Linked DNA regions of Sus scrofa: regions 2 and 3 are each linked to region 1. The links are chromatin contacts, called in public Hi-C and HiChIP or PLAC-seq maps. All regions are on one chromosome and are shown on one strand. The core of a region is the stretch at or near the end of the contact, and the rest is flanking DNA. Distances in the headings are between cores, read along the strand shown. Region 1 holds the start of HSPB1 (heat shock protein family B (small) member 1). Region 2 holds the start of DTX2 (probable E3 ubiquitin-protein ligase DTX2). Region 3 holds the start of MDH2 (malate dehydrogenase 2, NAD (mitochondrial)).

Region 1 (3,426 bases), core at 466-2,965:
TCTGTCTGCCTTCTACCCTTGCCTCATGAGAGCTCCAGGTGCCCAGAGGCCTTTCCAGAGGTGACCTTGGATTTGTGGCCCAACCTTAGCTCTTTCCTGATGGGGAGCAGGTGGGTGAGCAAGAAAACTATCTGGCAGTGCTCTCTCTCGAAGAGGAAACTGTGGTGGAAACTGAGGCTCAGGAAGGGCATGAGGCTGGTGTCCCCCAGCTTGTTGAGAGGCCTGGAATCTGGCTTCCAGCCACTCAGGAATCCTGAGCAGAGCAAGGCCCCCCATGGAACTGGCAGGAGTACAATCTCAGCCCAGCCCCTGGAGAGAGCGGGTCTCAAAAGGAGAGGAAGGGCTCCAAGGTGGGAGCCCCACAAGGGTAAGAGCCCTGAACACGAGAGGGGCAAGAATCTTACTCTGTCGTGTCTCAGAGGAGACGGTGGACCAGGCACTTAATCCCTCTGGACCTCGGTTTCCTCATCTGAAAAGGAGGGATAACAGGATGCAAGTCAGAGAAGGCAGGCTGGACTGGAGTCAGGGCAATGAGAAAGAGAGAACGCCAAGGTTGTGGCCAGACCCTACGGGAGGTGGGAGTGGAGGCCTGGATCCCACAGGTGCTCACCCAGGAGGTGGGGTCAAGGAGCAGGCCTCAGGCTCCCAGCAAGTGTGCAGGAATTGCACTGCCTAGAGCCCCTCTCCCTCTGTGCTGTGGGAATGCTAAACAAAAGGGCTCTGAGGTCATAATCTGTAAAAAGGGAAAGGAGGGGCCTTGGCCCAAGCCAAAGCCCAGACTAGATTCAAGGCCGCTGCATCTCAGGTTCCCTGTCCCCAGCTCAAGGCAAAGTGGATACAATGGGGAGTTTTGACAATAACCTCCCTCCTGACCCCCTTTCAACACTAGGCCTCAGGGTTTCTGGTCTGGGTCTCCCCTACTAGGGGGTCCGGGGGACATCGCCCAAACGTCCACATGCTGCTGCCTCTGAGCTCCGCTTCCTCCGTCTGTGCCCTGCAACTCCAGGTGGCTGACAGTAACGGTCACCCACCAGGCCCTGGACTAAAACCTTCACTCGCATTAAGCTGCCGAATCCTCACACCAACTCAGGGACGGAAGCATTGTCATCATCATCACCCCCATTTTCCCGGTGGCGAAACTGAGGCACAAAGACTCTCACTTGTACAAGTTCATCCAGTGAGTGGCAGGACCAGGATGTGAACTCACACAGTCTGGACTCTCAGGCCCACACTCCTCACCATGTTGCTTCTTAAGCCATTATTTCACAGACACCCTGTGGTCCATCTCCCTGCTCTGCCAGTCCCTGCTGTGTGGCCCCGAGCAGCGCGACCACTCCCTCGGCTTTGTCCTCTTGCACAAAAAGCCAGGACTGTCCACAGGCTGCGGCCCAGCGCTTTAGCGCCGAAATCTGCCAGTGTTAGGCAGCGGGCACTGCACCAGCATCGGGGCTACAGTCATTTGTTTTCTCAAACAGGAGAAGGTTCCAGATGTGGGCAGGGCCTCCCTCGCCCCGCCCCGCGCCCCGGTATGCAGTTGGGGGAATGCAGGGGGAGGGGCTGCCCCCAGCCAGTCATTGCCATTAATAGAGACCTGAAACACCGCCTGCTAAAAATACCCGGCTGGCCCATTATAAAAGCGCTGCGGGCTCGGCCCACCGACACTAACTCCCCTTCTCCCAGCCGCAGCCGGACGCGTCCAGCCAGCGCAGCCAGCATGACTGAGCGCCGTGTGCCTTTCTCGCTCCTGCGGAGCCCCAGCTGGGACCCTTTCCGCGACTGGTACCCGGCCCACAGCCGCCTCTTCGACCAGGCCTTCGGGCTGCCCCGGCTGCCCGAGGAGTGGTCGCAGTGGCTGAGCCACAGCGGCTGGCCGGGCTACGTGCGCCCGCTGCCCCCGCCCGCCATCGAGGGCCCCGCCGCAGTGGCCGCGCCCGCCTACAGCCGCCTGCTCAGCAGGCAGCTCAGCAGCGGCGTCTCGGAGATCCAGCAGACTGCCGACCGCTGGCGCGTCTCCCTGGACGTCAACCACTTCGCCCCCGAGGAGCTGACGGTCAAGACCAAGGACGGCGTGGTGGAGATCACGGGTGAGCCCCCGGGGACCGGGACGCGCCCACCCCCCGCCCCTCCCGCGCTGCCTCTCGCGCTCTTTCCGGGGAGGAGCCCTGGAAAATGGAAACTTAGCCGAGGACGGGGCCAGAGCCCGGGGAGCCGGCCTGGCCTCTTCGCCCTGCCCCTGGCCTGTGCCTGCTTCCCTGGACTTTGGGGGGGGTGCTCCTAAGTCCTAAGGGATCTTTTGGCCCTAAAAGCTCTCCAGTCAGGGAAGAAACGCCCCCTTCCAGCGGAGACGCCCTCAGCCCCAACGCCATCCGCGAGGGACCAGGTCTCCCCGCGCCGCGCCGCCCCCCCCCGGCCCCCGGCCCCCGGCCTGCAGTTGGTGTGGCAAGGGCGACCCCCTCCCCCGACACGCGCACGCACACGCACGCACTTCCTCCCCATCCCTAGTCCAGGTCCTCGGAGGGGGCGTGTGTGCGTGCCCATGGCTGCTGCCCCACGCCCCAGCCCCAGACTCCTGGAACCGAACTTTCCAGAAGCTTCTGAGGTCCCGGGACAGGTCTGGGGTACCCACATCCCTTAGTCCTCTCCTGGCAAGCGTTCTGGCCACCGGGTGGGGCTCGGCTGGCTGTGGGCCAGCGGGAGCGCCGGCCCCTTCAGGCCTCCTCTGACCTCCCTCCCCCACCCAGGCAAGCACGAGGAGCGGCAGGATGAGCACGGCTTCATTTCCCGGTGTTTCACTCGAAAATACACGTGAGTCCTGGCTCCGGGTGGGGTGGGGGGTGGGGAGGGCCCAGGGACGCACCGTGGGTCACTCCTGTCCTGCCTCTCCCTGTCCAGGCTGCCCCCCGGTGTGGACCCCACCCAGGTCTCCTCCTCCCTGTCCCCTGAGGGCACGCTCAGCGTGGAGGCCCCGCTGCCCAAGCCAGCCACCCAGTCGGCAGAGATCACCATCCCTGTCACTTTCGAGGCGCGGGCCCAGCTTGGGGGCACAGAAGCTGGAAAGTCGGAAAAGCCCGGAACCAAGTAAAGGCCTTCGCCCTGCTGCTCACCGCCCCCCGCCCAAACCCGCACCAGCCATCCCCACCTGCCAACTCTCTGTGCTCTTTTGATACGTCTACCTTCTGTTTTTCTCGAATAAAGTTCAAAGCAACTGCCCGCCACTGTCTCAGACCCTGGTGTGCTTGTGGAGGCTCAGGCGTCACTCCTGGTTCACGCACTCATCACGTTTGCCGAGGGCCTCCTGTGTGCCAAGCCCTGTGCTGGCCCCTGTGCGTGCTGCGTCCATCACAGGGCACAGCCCTGCCCTCCAGTCCCTTGTTGAGGGAGAGACTGTTTATGCGGCAGTTAAAGCCCCCGGGGCCAGTGTGGGAG
Region 2 (3,426 bases), core at 566-3,065, 110 kb after region 1:
TGAGAAACTGGGCCTGCTGCGTGCTCCTTCCCTTCCTTCACTAGCCTTTGGCGGGTCAGTCCCCCTGGACCCCCCTCCTCTTTTATAAAATGAAATGTTTGCATTGAAGGCTGGGAGAGGGCTCTTTTGCCATCTCCAGTGGTCTGAATCTTCCTCAAATCCCTGATAAAGTCTGAGTGACATTAGGTTATGTACGAATACCTTTTTCCCCCTCTTAAGGCCACACCCGCGGCATATGGAAGTTCCCAGGCCAGGGGTCGAATCGCAGCTGCGGGTGCCAGCCTACCCCACAGCCACAGCCACAGCCATGACAGATCCTTGACCCACTGAGCAAGGCCAGGGATTGAACCTGTGTCCTCCTGGATACTCGTCTGGTTCACAATCCACTGAGCCACAGTGGGAACCCCTATGTAAGGCTACTTAATTGGAGTCCAAGATTCAAAGGACTTCGAACCTCCAGGAACATATACAAAACATCTGTGTGGGAGTTCCCACAGTGGCTCAGTGGATTACAGACCTGAAATTGTCTCTCCGAGGATGGGGATTAGGTTGCTGGCCTCACTCAGTGGGTTAAGGATCTGGCGTGGCTGCCAGCTGCAGCATAGGTGGCAGATGTGGCTCGGATCCACAGATGTTGCTGTGGCTGTGGCAAAGGCTGCAGCTGCAGCTCTCATTGAACTCCCAGCCTGGAACATCCAAGTGCCGTAGGTACAGCTGTAAAAAGAAGAATAATGTCTGTGTGCATACACACGTGTGAACACAGCTGAGAATTTTTCTGGGAATAGCTTTCTTCAGCTTTGTAAAGAAGGTCTGTGATACTGAAAGATTAATCACCAGCCTGGTTTAGACCTCATCACCTTTGACCTGGACGACAACAACAGCCTCCAAACCGGTCTCCCCACTCCATTCCATATCCTCTACCCGCCACAAGGGTATCATATTTATTTATTTTTTTTACTGCACCTGAGGCATATGGACGTGCCTGGGCCAGAAACTGAATCCAAGCCTCAGCTGTAACCTATGTCACAGCTCTGGCAACACCGGATCCTTAACCCACTGCGCCATAATGGAAACTCCCCACAAGGGTATTCTTTCATTATTTATTTTTGTCTTTTTAGGGCCACATCTGAGGCATATGGATGTTCTCAGGCTAGGGGTCCAATCAGAACCACAGCTGCCAGCCTATGCCACAGCCACAGCAACGTGGGATGCGAGCTGAGTCTGTGACCTACACCACATCTCAGAGCAAAGCTGGATCCTTAACCCACTAAGTGAGGCCAGGGATCAAACCCATGTGTTCATGGATGCTAATCATGTTCGTTAACTGCTGAGCCACGATGGGAACTCCCCCCCCCCTTTTTTTTAAAGGGTATCCTTTTAAAATTCAATGCTTTAAAACAAACTTAGAGTTACCAAAGAGGAAAGGAGGGGGAGGGATAAATTAGGCGTCTACTCATCCTTTGCCTTCGCCAAACAGAACTTTTCACTGCTTCCTGAATGCATAGGTCACTTTCAAATCTTTCATCCTTTGCAAGGGTAGTCCATCTGGCAAACCCTCCTATAGGGGCTTCAAAATCCAATTCAGGTGTCACCTCCTCTGGGATCCGTCCCTGCCCCCAGTAGGTACTCCTCTCTATGCTCTCACTCCTTTATTACATTTATCATACTATATTGTAGTTGTGGGTTTAAGTGGCTGTTTCGCTAACTAGATAGGAAGCTCTTTTGGGAGAGCTACCCCCACAACAGGTGCATATTGTGTTCAGCCCCGCCTCCGCGGCCCCGCTGGAACTACATTTCCCAGAAGGCCCAGCCTCCTGGGCATGCGCACTGGAACGCAAGGAAGCTGCGACGCCGAGTTTCACTCAGGCTGCCTTCTCCTTAGAGTGGGAGCTACAGCCGGAGCCGTGCCCAGGCCGAGCCGGAGCTGCAGCCTGAGTGCGGCGGTGTCTTTCGCCTCCCCTCTCTCCCTCCTCAGCCTCGGTGAGAGGGGCGGGCAGGCCACCTGCTCCTCGACAGGGCTAGGGTCCCGGTGACGCGGGGCAGGAGCCGAACTGGGACCGGAAGGGGGCGGGCGTGGGCGTGAGGGAGGGCTGGGCCGGGCCGGAGACGAGCCCTGGGGTCGGGGTCGGGTCCGGGGGGGATTGTGAGGGCTGGCCTTCGGGTGGAGGCCCCTGAGGCGAGAGCTGTGGGAACTGCGAGCCGCTGGGAGTTTAGGACCGGACCGTGTGGGAGAGTGAACGCCGAGGTGCAAGCCGCAGGGCTGGCAGGGGGAGGGGCGCAGACTCTGGGAGTTTGGGTCCGTCCGGAGGAGTGTAACCCTTCCCACAGGACCTGGAGGACGCGGTGGTGATATTGCCACCCGGTGTGTGGTTAGGGTGTGGGTTCCGCCGGCGTCTGCCTCCTGGTGGACGACTCACGGGAGTCGGAGACTATACTTGAGAGGAGTTTGCCTCCTAACTCTGCTTTCCTGTCGCAAGTAGGGTCCGTCTTCCAGGAAGTGCCTATCTCCTGGGACCCTGGGTCGCTTTTCGGGGGGAGGGCGTAATGTATGCTGAGAAGAGAATTTAGAAGACTTTTTGCTGGAACTACCCTTTCTCAGACAGCTACAGTCCTGCGCGCTGGTTCCTCTTCTCTAAGTGCCAGTAGCAGTGGAAATAGTGTGTGCACCGACGCTTGACCTTAAGAAATTCAGAGTATTTCTGCTGCCAAGCTAGCCCCGCTCCAGCTCTAGAAGGCGGACTTTCTGGTAGCCAGGATCAGGCTTTACTTAAACTATCAGGGTAACTATAATTAGGCTTCAGGGTAACTATAATTAGGCTTCTTGTTCGTTTGCTGTGTGACTTTGGCTAAACTTTTACCTTCTCTGGTGTGTTGATTTCTTGGCTGCCTGCATTGCAGACGGGCTTACAAAGTCCTTTCAGGCCTTTCTGTGGAAGGGCTTAGGAATTTTTTTTTTTTTTTAAATCATCCCCTTGATTGTCGAGTGGGCAGAGGGAGACTACTGTACCTTCTGCTCTGCCCAGGCTGTTGGAAAATAAATCGGATAATTTCCAGTCCCCAGCCACAGCACACAGACCCAACATCTGTGCATTCGTTTTCCCTAACTGCTCAGTTTAAAACCTGATCATTTTCCTTGTTGGCAAAAGTGCCTTGGAATTTCTGTCGCTGAGTCAGCAAGCCTTTCAGATTTGCCCGGTTTTTGTTGTTTGTGTTTTAAATCAAGATGGGAACTCAGACAAGTTATTCCTCCTAAAGATCTGGTATCTCCATCAAGAAGGCACAGGTCGTGCCAGCTCTCCAGAGAGAAAAGGTGAGCGCCCCAAGGACTTCACATTGCTGACTTCCCAATCTGATTTTCATTAGAGAAAGTGGGGACTGGGGAGGGTGGCATTTGAGGTCCCCAGGATGAAAGTGAGCCCTGGGAGT
Region 3 (3,426 bases), core at 599-3,098, 93 kb before region 1:
AAAATTATGTTTACCGTCTCCTCCAGCTTTTTCTTTGGGCTCTTTTCTCATTCTTTCTCACTGGCACACTTCCCATTGTTAAAAGCCCAGCTCCTAGAGCTCCAAAGCCTTCCCAAAAGCCCAGGCATGGATCTCTCCCTCCTGCGCAGCTGAGCCTAACTCCTGCTTTTTATTTCCTTTACAGCTCAGCTTCGGTGCTTCATCCTCCAAAGTCCTCTCACGAGGCGGCCCCCTCCACCCCAAGTCGGGGTGAGACAGACTTCCTCTGTGTCCCCACAGCCCTCATAATTCTCCAAGGGTTGGCCATACCATGCTGCTTGCAATTTACCTGTCTCCCCCACTAGACGACGAGTCCCCTGAAAGCAGAAAATGTGTGGATCTTGCTCACAGTGGAGCAGCCAGCTCCAAGCTTGGGCTGGCATGTTTTCATAGCTCAATGAACAAGTGAAAAGGAGGGACAAAAGCCAGTCATCATGTACTCCCTGCTCATGATTCCATCTTCGGGTCTTGTGCTAACTGTTCTTTGCACCCGCTGCTTCCCCAACCAATGTTCTCAGGCAGGCTCAGCCATGGGTCCTATCCGTCAGTTTGTACACTCCTCTATAGAAGCAGTAACCTGCAGCTCACTTATCTACCCCACTTGATTTTGAATTTTTTTTTTCTTTTTAGGGCCACACCCAAGGCATATGGAGGTTCCCAGGCTAGGAATCCAATCAGAGCTGCAGCTGTCAGCCTACAACACAGCAACACAGGATTTGAGCCACACCTGTGACCTACACCACAGCTGACGGCAACACAGGATCCTTAGCCCACTGAGTGAGACCAGGGATTGAACCTTTGTCCTCATAGATGCTAGTCAGATTCGTTTTCACTGAGCCGCAATTCACTGAACTCTGACCCTGAACTTCCTGAGAGCAAGGAATTCTCTGTACGCCCATAAAATACAACGGGAGGTGTGTGTGAATGAAGCTTATAAATTAACTGATGAATTTAAATAAGCTTCTTCTGAACAGCAACCCTATCTTTATTTCTGGCCAGGTAGATTCTGAGTAAATCCACTTAACCGAGCTCAGCCAGTTTCTTTACCCCTTCAGCAGAAACATTATTCTGGGTTCACGTTATTACTGGGCAGACCTGAGGAGTAAGGACTGGCAACTCATCACCTGTTTCTGCATCTATAACGTGGGGCTGCTTCCCTCTAAACTCAGGAAGAGTAGATCAGTGTTGCACACAAGATCAGTGCTCAGGGTGTCTCTAAAGCTTTCTAAACTGCAGTGGAAGGTTCTGGTTACCAGGAAGGATGACAACACTGGAGGGTGGACCGGGTCTGTGTGAGCAGGGGCGGGGCAGGGGTGCACCGAAGTGATGATTAGGAGAGCCCCCATTTTTCCACCCGTAATCCCAAGATTTTCGGCCTCCCCGTCCCTCTTTCCTTTCCAAAGCTTTCCAGGGCTCGGAGCCCCTCCCGCCTCCAGGGGCAGGAGGGGTAGGTTTGGCCGAGTCCGGGCCCGGGGCGCCAACTCGGCCGGTCTCCCTGTCAGAGCCTCTGTCTGGGGCCCCACCTGCAAAATGGCTCCTCTAAGGCTCTTCCAGCCTCAAGCCCGTCTTCTTCCACCTCTCGGGTGCAGACTCTCCCTCCCACTCCGACCGCGTCTCCCGACCCGCGCTATGACCTAGCCCTGGACCCGGCTCCGGGCGCGTCCCACCGCCCGCCACCGCTACAACCCGGATGCGGCCGAGACACCGCGAGATCCGGGAGGTGGGGCGCCGGAAGTCGGGCCAGTCTCGCGAGACCTGGCGGAGCGGAGCCGGGAGGGCCTGTGGAGTGTGGAGGTCGTTGGAGTCACTTTCTTGCTGCCAGCTCGTTTGCCGGCCGGTCCTCTCCCCGCACGCCCCAGCCATGCTCTCCGCCCTCGCCCGGCCTGCCGGCGCCGCTCTCCGCCGCAGCTTCAGCACCTCGGCCCAGGTAGGCCCTGCGAAGCAGAGGCTCCCCTGCGTAGGCCACGTGTGTTGCTGGCTCGCTAGCAGCCTGACTCCCAGGTCAGCCTGGACCGCGGGGCCGCCCGGTGCCGACCCGCGGCTGTGGCCCCCTCGGCCGGCCCTGATACCCCGCAGGAAGTGCGGGAGTAGGGGAGAGGCAACTCTAGGACCGATGCGCTTCTCCGAGCCCCACAGCTCGCCTCCAGGTCCTCCAGAGGGCCTGCTCCTTCCAGGTTGAAAAGCCAGGGCTCTCGAGCCGAAAGCCACTTATTTTCCATAGTACTTTGAGAGACTAACCTCGTTCTTCCTGCAGCGTCTGTACAAATAGTGTGTAATTTTTAACTCCGTAGTGCAGATAAACGCTGAAGGTAGAGCACTGGTTCAAGGTTACACAGTCTTTCGGCCAAAGTTTTAAAATTCAGCTCTCCTGACCACCGTCAGTGACTTTTGGAACAACAAGCTTTTCCTCTAAGAATCTGAAGACGCTGCTTCCTCTTAAGGACCTTTTGAAGGCTCCTTCCTGCTGCCGGCGGACTGGGCCGGCCCCCACGCGGTGTAACAGTACATGATGTGGGCCTGGGACTACTTAAGCCTAACCTATTTTTAGCCGTCTTCTAGGGCAGCGATTCTCAAACTCTGGTGTGAGTTAGGATCACCTGGAAGCTGATGACGATCGGAGGCGAAGGCTCATTAAAGGAGGTTGGGATCCGGGCCTAAGTATTTTTACCAAGTGATTCTCATATAGCCAAAGTCTGAGAAGCCTGGAGATACCCACATTGCCTCTTAGGTACCACACCCAAAGGGGAGGTGGTTATTGAATGAGATTCCTCATTTCTTGTTTAGCTTCTGTCTTTCAGATCAGTTTGCTGTGAGTGGAATTCATTTTTAAAATATAGAAATAAGCGCATTGAGTATTCATGTTTGCCAAAAATTGTCCTTGGGGCTGCAAGTGATACCATGATGGCTGCACTTTGGCCAACAAGGAGTAAATGTAGGATAGGTGGAGGGGATGAAGATAGATGCTGAGGAGTGGGGAAGGGAACGCAGTGAAGCTAAGGCAATGGGATTCGCTGACAGGTGATTTAACGAAGGGTATTGAGAGAAAGGGGACCATGGAGGACAGCAAGGCTTTGGGCTTTCGAGTTGAGGTGTGCCAAGATGATACAGATTGTTAGAAGAAAAGGAGATGGAAGGGGCAGATATCCGGAGCTCAGAATTGATTTGTGTTGTTTAAAATGCCTATTCAGGAGTTCCCATCATGGCTCAGCTGTAACCCGACTAGTATCCATGAGGATGTGGGTTCGATTGCTGGCCTCTTTCAGTGGGTTAAGGATCCGGAGTTGCTGTGGCTGTGGGGTAGGCTGTCAGCTGCAGCTCCCATTCTGCTCCTAGCCTTGGGACTTCATATGCTTCAGGTGCGGCCCTAAAATGAAGAAGAAAAAGAAA

What was found. A called contact is a pair of places that touch in the nucleus more often than the background predicts. HiChIP or PLAC-seq counts read pairs in DNA pulled down with a chosen protein or histone mark.
Region 2: a contact with region 1 is called in an H3K27ac HiChIP or PLAC-seq map of alveolar macrophages. The contact joins the promoter of DTX2 here to the promoter of HSPB1 in region 1. A contact is called at or near these places in 1 of 5 promoter capture datasets (fetal liver), 4 of 47 Hi-C or Micro-C datasets (blood, embryonic fibroblasts, liver and 1 more) and 2 of 2 datasets of contacts at active chromatin or transcription factors (alveolar macrophages and skeletal muscle).
Region 3: a Hi-C map of liver shows a contact between it and region 1, with 3 times the contacts expected there. The contact joins the promoter of MDH2 here to the promoter of HSPB1 in region 1. A contact is called at or near these places in 1 of 5 promoter capture datasets (liver), 4 of 47 Hi-C or Micro-C datasets (heart right ventricle, liver, skeletal muscle and 1 more) and 2 of 2 datasets of contacts at active chromatin or transcription factors (alveolar macrophages and skeletal muscle).

What each region holds. Positions count from the first base shown.
Region 1 is chr3:10,037,730-10,041,155 of Sscrofa11.1, reverse strand. HSPB1 (heat shock protein family B (small) member 1) reads left to right here and starts at 1,715. Exons shown (of 3, transcript NM_001007518.1): 1 at 1,715-2,084; 2 at 2,742-2,805; 3 at 2,893-3,082. The coding sequence starts at 1,715. The coding sequence ends at 3,082. It overlaps LOC110259893 (a long non-coding RNA gene), which reads right to left and starts at 390. Exons shown (of 2, transcript XR_002342315.1): 1 at 1-390.
Region 2 is chr3:9,924,255-9,927,680 of Sscrofa11.1, reverse strand. DTX2 (probable E3 ubiquitin-protein ligase DTX2) reads left to right here and starts at 1,815. Exons shown (of 15, transcript XM_021086279.1): 1 at 1,815-1,980.
Region 3 is chr3:10,131,127-10,134,552 of Sscrofa11.1, reverse strand. MDH2 (malate dehydrogenase 2, NAD (mitochondrial)) reads left to right here and starts at 1,848. Exons shown (of 9, transcript NM_001244153.1): 1 at 1,848-1,966. The coding sequence starts at 1,901. It overlaps STYXL1 (serine/threonine/tyrosine-interacting-like protein 1), which reads right to left and starts at 3,045. Exons shown (of 15, transcript XM_021086298.1): 1 at 2,278-3,045.